Regions from separate parts of the Gossypium hirsutum genome. Here region 2 is linked to region 1. A link is a contact called in public Hi-C data. All regions are on one chromosome and are shown on one strand. Each heading gives the region's core, a stretch centred on a gene start, on an enhancer-like site or on the middle of the called end of the contact. The rest is flanking DNA. Distances are from core to core; before and after follow the strand shown.

The links. A called contact is a pair of places that touch in the nucleus more often than the background predicts.
Region 2: a Hi-C map of leaf shows a contact between it and region 1, with 2.2 times the contacts expected there. The contact joins the promoter of LOC107903715 here to the promoter of LOC107893900 in region 1. A contact is called at or near these places in 6 of 34 Hi-C or Micro-C datasets (callus, hypocotyl and leaf).

What each region holds. Positions count from the first base shown.
Region 1 is chrA13:42,712,553-42,718,035 of Gossypium_hirsutum_v2.1, forward strand. LOC107893900 (pentatricopeptide repeat-containing protein MRL1, chloroplastic) reads left to right here and starts at 2,007. Exons shown (of 19, transcript XM_016819043.2): 1 at 2,007-2,491; 2 at 2,896-3,628; 3 at 3,793-4,024; 4 at 4,249-4,312; 5 at 4,416-4,560; 6 at 4,672-4,787; 7 at 5,142-5,270; 8 at 5,371-5,483. The coding sequence starts at 2,165.
Region 2 is chrA13:43,538,675-43,544,157 of Gossypium_hirsutum_v2.1, forward strand. It overlaps LOC107903715 (tRNA-dihydrouridine(47) synthase [NAD(P)(+)]-like), which reads right to left and starts at 2,449. Exons shown (of 10, transcript XM_041086141.1): 1 at 1,998-2,449; 2 at 1,727-1,843; 3 at 1,405-1,641; 4 at 1,045-1,288; 5 at 603-886; 6 at 1-239. The coding sequence starts at 2,279. It overlaps LOC107903717 (bZIP transcription factor 29), which reads right to left. Exons shown (of 5, transcript XM_016829861.2): 5 at 4,241-4,825. The coding sequence ends at 4,605.

The DNA of each region.
Region 1 (5,483 bases), core at 757-3,256:
AAAAATAATTCTTTTCATAGCTACTCTAGAATATTAAATTTAATTGTTAATTAAATCAATAAACAACATCAATTCTAAATACTTTTTTAAAAAAAAAAATTAAATCTATAAATTTAATTAGTGATGAATGCATGGCTTGAGTTGGAAACAAGAACATTTTCGTAATGTCTAATAATAAATTTTTTTCTAATTTTTTTATTTAAGAATTTCATTGAAATGTATAAATATATATTGCAATTTAAATAAATTTAACATTGTTTTTTTAATGAAGAAGTCTCACACTAAAAAAAATGAAATTATAAATGCTACCTTAAATTGACTAAATTATCAATAAATGCCAACTTATTTAAAATTTTATTAGATTAGGCCATTTTTTGAAAGGATTACGAGAATAAGTCTATTTTATGAAAAAGTGTCCAGTTGAAAGGTTTTTAGTCTTCCAATTGGAAACGCTTTTTGAGCTTCACATCAACACTAAAAGTTGCAATACCAATAATTTTTTTTTTGGTACCACCTATTAATGTGAAAATAAAATTTACAAAACAAATCTTTATATAAATCCCAAGTTTTATTTCTCTTATTTTTTTAAGTGATGTGAGATATGGGTATATATAAATTCATAATCTATTTACAGCTTATTTCTAGACAATGTGAAATTGCTTACTCTTTCAACTAATAACATAAAATTAAAGACTACCCTTAATTTTTAAAAATTAAAGAAAATTTTATATAACATTAAATTCTAACAAAACAAAACATTATAAAATTTTGTACAAATATTATCGTTATAAAAAGAAGTTCAATAAAAAAATTGGTTCTTTCATTTTTAGTACTGATGTAGCTGAAAGCATTTCTAGTTGAAAGTATTTTTTGCAAATCACTTGACAATATTTTCACTTGGACTCGTTTTTTTGAATTTCACCTGAAAACGCTTCCAGCTGGAAGCATTTCGCAAAATCGGCCTATTCTTGTAATTCTTCCAAATAAGACATAATTTGGTAAATTTTAAAAAAATTCGGCATTTATTGATAATTTAGCCCCTTAAATTTGTCAAATATAACCCAATAAATACTAGAATTAAGTTTAAAATAATTTCATTATATGGGGCAAGAAAGCTTAATTTACTCCATACTTTTATATACCTTTCAAGTCAATTATTCTCAATTCAATGAATAGAACTATATAATTCAGAGAAAAAAATAAAAAACACTCGTAGTAGATAGTGAAGTCAACACAACAAAGACTTTAATCTCAATATTAATAAAACATTATAATACGTTGACAATTAAAACGTTGACAATTCTTTTAAACTTTAAAATTTAATAATAATAATAATTTAGCAAAAGTAGATTTATATTAACAATCTTGCAAGTAATAACCTCAATAACTCTATGTAAAAAAATTAGGCATATTGTCAAAGCCAAAAATATAATAAATGTCTCCAACATTCTTCCCTCACAAGAATAGAAGTAACTCAACATATGCATCACAAATAATGGCATATTATGCCCTTTATTCTTATTGCTTCAAAACTTCAACAAATGCATTATTAACATCAACTATAAACTTTGGCCTTAGATTTGATATAAACATAACTTCGGTATAGACGAGATTTTTATGTAGTTTAAAATTTAGAAATTTAATCTTAAGCAAATAATAATTATTAAATTTATTAAGTTTTGTTATATTAATTTATCAATTTATTATTTTCACATATTACTTACAGAAAGAAAGTTAATATATTAACGATTATCTTTTGCATCAAAATTAAAAATTTTAAATTCAAAAAATAGAGGCTAAAAATGATTTAATTGAAGAAAATGAACCAACTTTAAACATAGTATATCACTGATAACAAAATTTAACCACATAAACTAAAATTAATCAAAATAAAATAACTAAAATTTATCTAATTGAAGAATAAAAACGCAGAATTTGACCTAGGAAATTAACCTTTTTTAGTTTCTCTTTTCCTTTGAAAATAACATTTTAATTGAAGAAAAAGAGGAGAGACATTTTTTGCTACGTCAGCAACAATATCCGGTAGTGGATCACTAATAACAACTGAAACTGAACATCGTTCATTTCGTTGAACTCGATAAGCTCCTCTCCTCTCTCTTTTGCCACTCTATCCTCTCTTTTTTTTTTCTTTGAGCTTCTTTCTATGGATTCCAACTTAATCTTCTTGTCTCCAAAATTCCAAACCCCAAATTTCCTACCTTCTTACCCATTCTCCTCTTCCACTACCCGTCCTCTAATCAGCCGACAATTCCTTGGTTTCACTCACTCCCTCTGGCCTCCCGGAGGTGCTTCTTCTCTCCGAAGGAAACGCAAAAACTTGACCTTTCTGCGCCTCCAACCTCCCCGCTTTGTTTCCAGAGTTTCTATCGACTCCAATTTGGTTTTCGTTCTCATCGGTGTAACCGCTTTATCTGCTTTTTCTCTTGCTTTCTATAATCAATTTTTTAGAAAGAGTCAGACTTTAAAAAAGGTGAGTTTACTTAACTGATTGAATTGAAGTCTGGTTTAGCTAAAGTTCTGCTGAATTGGGGTAGCTGGTTTTCATTATTCAAGTGTTGGGACGTGGGATTATGGTTGTTTTGGAAAGAACTATCCGAGAAGGTTTGAAAATTTTGAGTTGTGAATGCACAGCTAAAAATGAGAAAGTTGGTTTAAACATTCAGAAGACGTTTTTGATCATAAATTTATATTCCTTGATGCTTATATTATAATTGTTGCAGAACTAACTTGGGTGCACAGTTTATGTCATGGTAATTCTGATGATTTTCCTTTCTATATTAGGATTCACTAAATTCTGAAATTTGGGTTGCCTTTGGATTTAGTTGAGTTTTTTTAGACGTGACTAACTTTTTCGATTATGATGCCCACGCACAGGTATCTGGTTCGTCACGTTCTGCCTTACGTCAACAACGACAAGGAAAAGATGTGGTGATCCAGACTGCTGACCATCAGATTTTGGAGGCGGGGGATCTTCAAAGGGATACTTTTGCAAAAGAAAATGGCGGTTTGACAGAGCACATGAAGGAAGTGAATGATGCTTCTGAAAGTAAAGAGGTGTTTTTGCAAGAAACTGCTGTGGTGAATGGTGATTCCACGTTGTCTAAGGCATCAGAGTCAAATGGTGCTGATTTTCTTGCATTTAATACTAATGATTCTGATGTTCTTGAAGAATCTGGAACTACTGTTCTACCTCTTCAACCTACTGTGCTGCTTGAATCAGGAGCAGGACAGCCACTTACCTTTGCAACACAAAGGTCAGGACTTCATTTGGAAGAACGAGTAAATGAATTTGAAGCTGATTACCCTAGACTAGCTGTGGAACCCAAGTCTAGTGCTTCTTCTGTTCTAGTAGAAGATGCTGTTGTCCTTGTCGGAGAAGATAAAGTTAGAAATTATGACATATTCAGAGAATCCGGCAGAGAAGAGCTTCACACCTTCTACGAGGCTGATCACTTGGTGGCAAAATCTTCATCAAACTTGACTCTAAGACCAGTGTCTTCTCATGTTCTCTCTTCAAATAGCAATAAGTTTTCTTCACTGAAGCTGAAGCCGAACAGTGAACTAAACAAAGATGCATTATCAGCAAAGAATTCTCTCCAAACAGCAGGTTATGCCAAAAAAAGACATCTGTCATTATGATCCCATTTTAATGTATGTTGTAGTTAGCATTAACATCTCTCTTTTCTTTATTTTGATCCATATTTCAGCAGTTAGTCCTGCTTTTTGGCTTCCCTGGTTACTAACATTGTTTAAAGGGCACTTCTTATCCAGATATGGTTGAAGGAAAAGTAACTCAGGCAAATTTCCAAGGGGGCTTTTCTCACAAAAGAAAAGACGTGGGAAGGGGTATGGAATCTCCAAGAGACAAGGGAAAAAAACACTTGATTCAGGAGAAGGATACAAAGTTGGCCCAGTTTCCCTTCCCAAATGGGGAGCTTGCTAATGACAATCTCCATCCCGAAGAGTATTTGAGTTATTACAATTGTTTACTAAGATGTGGAAGGTAACTTGCCATTGTCTTCATGTTCAGAAACCTTATTTGCTCCCTTTGTTAAAGACTAATTTAATATCATATCAAAAGCTTGTCTTTAAAATGAACTAGAACTTAAGCGAAATTCATCATTTTTACTATTAGAGATTGAGAGATTTTAATTTCATGATGGCAGCTCTTGAAACCTTCTTTTATGTTTATTTGCACCTCTTGACATCATCTTTGATTCATATTAGGTTAAGTGACTGTGTTGATTTGCTTGAAGATATGGAACAAAAAGGTTTACTGGATATGGATAAGGTAGGGCCAGTGATTAGATATATTTCTTTGATTTTTCCAGAGTAAGAAGGACTGGTATTAATGTTATTCTCTTATATGAGAGTATCAAATTCTTTGGTTTCAGGTTTATCATGCAAAGTTTTTCAAAATCTGCAGTAAGCAAAAGGCTGTAAAAGAAGCTTTCCGCTTCACAAAGCTGATTGCAAATCCAACATTGAGTACATTTAATATGCTGATGTCTGTATGTGGATGTTCTAAAGATTCAGAGGGTGAGTCCATTATGTTTGTCGAAGTGTTTGTTGCTTATAAACACTCAGTTTGCACAGGATACTTTTGTTCCAATATGCTTTGAATATCTAATTTGTCTTTGCAAAATTTAGGAGCCTTCCAAGTTTTACGGCTTGTCCAGGAAGCTGGGTTCCAAGCTGATTGTATACTATACACTACATTAATATCTACATGTGCCAAAAGTGGAAAGGTTGATACAATGTTTGAGGTATGGCAACTTCTTGTAACTTTTCTTGGTACTGACAGGACTTTTACTGTTTAGGTCTTGTTGCAACAGTTTGCATTCTCATTTTGCTTTCCCTCTCAAATTGATTTACATGTAACAAAAAGAAATTCATTGTATGATCTTTTTCTGTTTTGGAAATTTAAAATTGAAATTTCTGTACAAATAGCTTCCTTTTCTATATTTCTACATGTTTCTTGGAGTGCAAACTTCTAGAAATGGTATCTTCAAATTTCCATTGCATATCACATGATGACCAAATATAACTGATAAACATTTGATGCTTATTGGTTTTTAAATTACATTTACTAGTAACCTGATTTTTAATCTGACACTTAGGTGTTTCATGAGATGGTTAATTCTGGAGTGGAACCTAATGTGAATACATATGGAGCTCTGATTGATGGTTGTGCCAGAGCTGGGCAAGTGCCCAAGGCATTTGGTGCTTATGGAATAATGAGATCTAAGGTATTGTTATGAAAAAAGATTCTTTGCTCTTATTTATTTATAAGTTATTTTATCACATGTATATATTTTTTTGCACTGATTAAAGCAATATATGCAGTAGAATGTAAAGCCAGACCGGGTTGTATTCAATGCACTTATTACTGCATGTGGTCAATCTGGAGCAGTGGATCGTGCTTTTGATGTGTTGGCAGAAATGATGGCTGAAACACAGCC
Region 2 (5,483 bases), core at 1,199-3,698, 830 kb after region 1:
GCTGCTTGAATGATTCCTTTCATACGTAATGGTTTTGTGAGAAGAAAAGATCCAGCACCCTTATCAACAACAATATCAATTGGACACCCCATATTAATGTCAATGAAGTCCACCGTACACTCCTTTTCTATAAGTTCAACAGTACGTGCTACAGTGTCAGGATATGCCCCACATATCTGGACTCCAAACAAATCCTCGGATGAATGTCGCCTCAGCAGAGCCCATTCTGAAGCTTGACCCTGTTGCCACAGGATAAGCGCCACGGAGAAACATATGAAGCACAGAAAGCACTTTTATAGTAATAACAAATGTAAAAAACAAGAAAGGGCCACCAGAAGAGCTAGCCAAAAAGAAGTTCAACTACTAACTGTTAGCTTCCAATCAAGATGTATATTCTAATAGCAAACCAGTTAATGCAAGACATCACTAGTTTCTTATTTGGGATGCCTTGCTGAGAAAAAAAATTATGCCTATTCGTTCCCTTGGGTATACTTTAACTGGCTAACCGCAGCCCATTATTTCAATTTCTGACACTTATTGGAAGGAAAAAGTAGCAGTTTGCCCCTGATCCAAAAATCACTAGGCAGTTGTGATATGCATACCTGCAAAAGGTTGGTGCACATTGCCATTTCACCGCATGTCACATCTGCTCCCAGTGTTTTGCAAACCCTACGAAAAGGAAGATTCCCAACTGTGGTTAGAGGAGCAAGATACAACTTCTCTCTAAAATCAATAAGCATCTTTTCACGAGGGTGTATCTTGAGGCTCTTATCAGGTTCTGCATGTACATCATCAGCCAGTTCAGTTTCAGCAGATTTTTTTTCATTATACTTCTCAAGAACAGTCGCATCTTTCAAATTACATATCTTGGGGCTCCTATCAGGTTCTGCAAGTACATTATCTGCCAGTTCAGTTTCAGCAGAATTTTTTTCATTATCATTCTCCAAAACAGTTGCATCTGTCAATTTACACAACTGAGTTACAGACTAGATTAATCAGTTCAAAAATTAGTAAAGAATAAAAAATCCACAAGAAGTCTATCACCTTCCCCTTCATCAGAGCACTTTTCATCAACCAGTAACTTGGCCTTCTTCAAGGGTCTCAACTCATCAGTTTCACATGCCTCCTCAGCATTAACTGCTGCTGGAAATGTTGAAGGACACTCAGAACAGTCAACTGAATCATCAAGCACCTTTTTGCAATTGGTCTCATCAGCAGCATGAGAACCATCTAAACCAACTTCGTCTTCCTCCTTATCTACCAGCTTCTTTACTTTCCAGTTGGGCCCCTGAATTATCGCGTTGATAACAAGTTACTAACAATAAACCATAATGATTATAAAACAAGATGGAATGAACAGAAATGCAAGAAATAAGGACCAATAAAAGAATTATTTCATTGTACCGCCAGTCCAAGAGATTTAACTACAGCATCCGCTTTAGTAAAGCGCATTTTGTTTTTCCACAAAAGCTTCTGAACATCTTTGCTTAGTCCATTGACTTCAGAGCTTTTCTTCAATAAATTAGAAGTAGCAATGGGAGCATTATCCTTATGCGTGCCTGCAAATCTACAGGCTAAACCATAAGGGCAGGGTGCATCAGCTTTTATAAATGGGCAGTCACCCTCTAGATCAGCCGGTTTCTACATACAAAAAAAAAACTATTAAAAAAACCCAATTAGCAAGATTTGATCAAATTATAAAGTCAGGAAATGGGTATTCAAATACCTGAGCCATAAAGGCTTCAATGTCATGGCTGAAACGACATTTATCTTTATAAGAACATGCATTGACATCTCCCGTCTTTGCTATCTCAGGACATAGATTCAAAGGAGAATTTTGCTCCTGAAGGAGAAAAACAAATCTTCAACGATCACTTTTCAATTTACATTCCACTACTACAACAACAACAACAACAAAAAAAAAAGATTTTTTTCCCTGCCGGCAAATAACAATTGCTTTTGTAAAGGGAAACAGATCAGGTTAAGAAAATTGGGACCTGACGACGCTCTCGTTTGAGTTGCCGCTTCGATTTCTTTTCCTGGACAACGTTTGCCTGAGGTTGCTTGACGTTGGTGTCAGAGGCGGGGTTGTTTTGGGTGGTTCTAGAGGATGGTGGAGGTCGAAGAAACTCTCGCTTTACAGGTGCAATGGCTCGAGCTACTAACTCTTCCGGTGAACGTTGAGTAGTTCCATTCGGGTCCAAAGGCGGCTGTGAAGCCGGGACCCCTTCCGTCGAAGAGTCTGTAACCGCACAGATATCTTTCGGACAGTCATCCATCGATGGCGAGTTCGCTGGGTGAGGGCACTCAGTTCCCTGTCAATCTCCTGCAGTGATTAAAGCTCTGTTTCCAGTAACGAGGAGTGGCTCCTGATTAGGGTTTATGTTCAGTGGGATTGTTGTTGTAAGTGTACATAACGTGGGTAACCACATATTCACAGGGCAAAAGTGCCGCGCCTTTACTACGCGGACGGTGAGAAACAAAACGATGTCGTTGTTATCCTGAGAAGCAAACGATGCCGTTTTCATGAGGAGAGTGAGGACGAAAACGAGGCCGTGTTTTGGTGGAGAGTAAAAAGCAAACGGCGTCGTTTCATCTAAAAGGGAAAGGATAATATTATTAGAAAGATTTAAAGCCATACCATGAACTTGAGTCTAACCTCTTAAGCCACTCTACCATCCAATCGCCATGTTTGGTTTAATAAAATAGAATAAATTAGGAATGTATTAATTATGTGTAGAAATAGAATATAAAAATAATAGATATTATATTGTTTAGTTGATTGAATAGAATAAACAAGTAATAGTATTAAGCTGGCTAGATTGATAGTAAGAAAGAGAAAAGTAATAAGTGTTCAACGATATTATGATCCTTAAATTAAATAATAATATTTTTATTATTCTATTATTATTAAAATTGATATAATTCATAAAAATAATATATGTAGAAAATTTAAATATTACAATTTAGTAATATATATTATAAATATACTTAATAGTATAATATATTATTCATTTCTTAATAAATTTATAAATATTATGTCAAAACATACTATTTGAAAATGAATAATTTCACCTTTTACATTAAATAATAATAACATTATTTACCAATAATTTATTTAATTTTCAAAAATAAATCTAAAAATCATATTTAAAAATTTAGAAATATTATTAAAATCCTACTTATAAAAGTATAAAATTTTTATTTTAATATTACTTTTATCTCTTTCTTCTTTTTTTGGAGTTCTACCTGGTTTTTTTTTTAATTTAATTTAATTGACCAACTTTGATTTGTTCAGAATGTTTCCATTCTTAACTCATCATCGTGGCAACTGATCTCATTGTCACTATCAACCATCGTCAAGGCTTTATGGAATTTCATCACAGATTTCTTGTAACTTCTTTTTTTATTTTCTACTGGATTTTTCAAAAAACAAAATAACAATAAACTTTGATTACAAAAATAATCTTCAGCTTCCGTTGCATTTTTTGTGGTCTTCCATCGCTCCAAGTCTTCATTTTGGTTTTCTTAATTGTTGTGAACTCCTAAAATTTAAAGGCTTAAAATCCTTAGTGCTAATCTTAAATAGAAAAAACCGAAAAAGTTGTTTTATTGCCTCTGTAGTGAGAATGATATTGAAAAAACCAAATCAAATTTAACAAAAGTTGTCTTGGTTTAACTTGAAATGATGAGGGTAAAATTTTAAATATATATAAATGCTATTCGCTGTTGTGCGGAACAGCCATTCTTTAGTAAGAATGAAGAATAGTAATTCGTTATTGTCGGTAATGAGATATAAATTCTAAATCGGCTGAATAAGGAATTTATTAAACCAAATTATGGAATAATTATTCCCCTTGGAATAAACCCAGAATGGGTTCGCTATTCATGCCAGCCAACCAAATGTTCTGTAAGTTTCAAACTTTTTACAAATGAACAAGAAACTATGCTCTGAATATGCCAAAGAAAGCTCTTCTGTGATAAAAGTTTTTGCTGATCTGATATTTTAAAAAGAAAGATTTCAGATTAATTGCTTCCAAGTCCCAATCTTATCACACTGCCTGCTTAGTGAATGATTAAACACATACATGGGATGAAAACACTAGCTTTCTTTCTCTCTCAGTTCACAAGTTTGGTTTTGCTACATTTTGGTGCAATAAAACTCAACTTGTGCAAATACCCAAAGTACATCGAAAATCAATTGATAGAACAAACTGCAAAAGAAAAAAACCAGAGTCGCTCAAATGAAATGCCCAAACTCTTTTACTGAAATGAGAAGAGAATTAAATAAAAAAAAGAATATAACAGAAGAGTTAAAGATCAACTCTTGTAATGTTAATGAAACAAATCCTGTATGTCAACTTAATGCTTACATTCCAAAATGATTTATCTATCATAAATAAATAAATTAAAAAGATTTGATTATAACCGATATTATGATTATTCAAGCTGATGTATGTTTTTACTTCGTCCCATCATCTAAAGATGGAGAATATCTGATGCAGGTTGAAATCCTCCGAAGTCGGGACGTTGAAAACTAATGAATACCCGAGGTGAAGAGAAACGGGGGTATCATGGGTTTTCAAAGCTTCCCAGAGACCAAGCTACTGATTCAACTCGGTTTTTGCAGTTGTGTTCCCATTCTGTTGTTGGGGCTGTGGAGGTGACTGCTTCTGCATCTGATGAGAAATGTTAAGCTGGAACATCTGCTGATTAACAGAAAGCGGCTCGGAAACCATGCCTTTTGAAGGGTCGGAATCACCACCTAGCTGTTGAGTAGCGAGTTTTAATCGTTGGACCTCCGCAGTTAATGCTTCGTTTAGAGCTTTCCAAATGCAACACAAAAATGAAGGATAAGACACTCGAGCATAAAATTTCAGGCAATGCAGTTGTAGAATAATGGAGAACTTGGTACAACAAATCATCAGAGTTATCGAAAGGATGAATTAGAACAACATATATGCAAAGAACCAACTCCGCTTAGGAGAAAAGTTATCACGAAGTTCAGTAGGTTTAATGCCATGACCTATATGAGACTTCATGAGTAGCAGGTAGAGGCATATGGCTAATCAATGCAATATGATTTTTGGTGCAATTTAAGCTTCCACCATTGATCTATAATGTAGCTTCAAGACAAAACCAACGATTATGGCACAACTTTCCTAATAGTAGTCTTTTATATTTTATTCCTAGCGTGAAATATAAAAAATACTACAGCACCTTATTTACCATCTTTGAAACATCATTTCTTCGAAGATACTAAATATGAGGATGATGGAAAGGGCAAGGAAAATCCACTTGCACCATGAAAAAATGAAATGAAATGACGCACCATAATCAATTAAAAGTAAAATCCATATGTTTCCTATACAAGATAATAATATTTATTGCAACCTTAAAAGCTCAGCATGGTTTACGAATTTTTTGTTCTCATAGTTCTGTAAACGTAGAAGCAGCAAATTTGCAGTATTACCCAGAAAAAA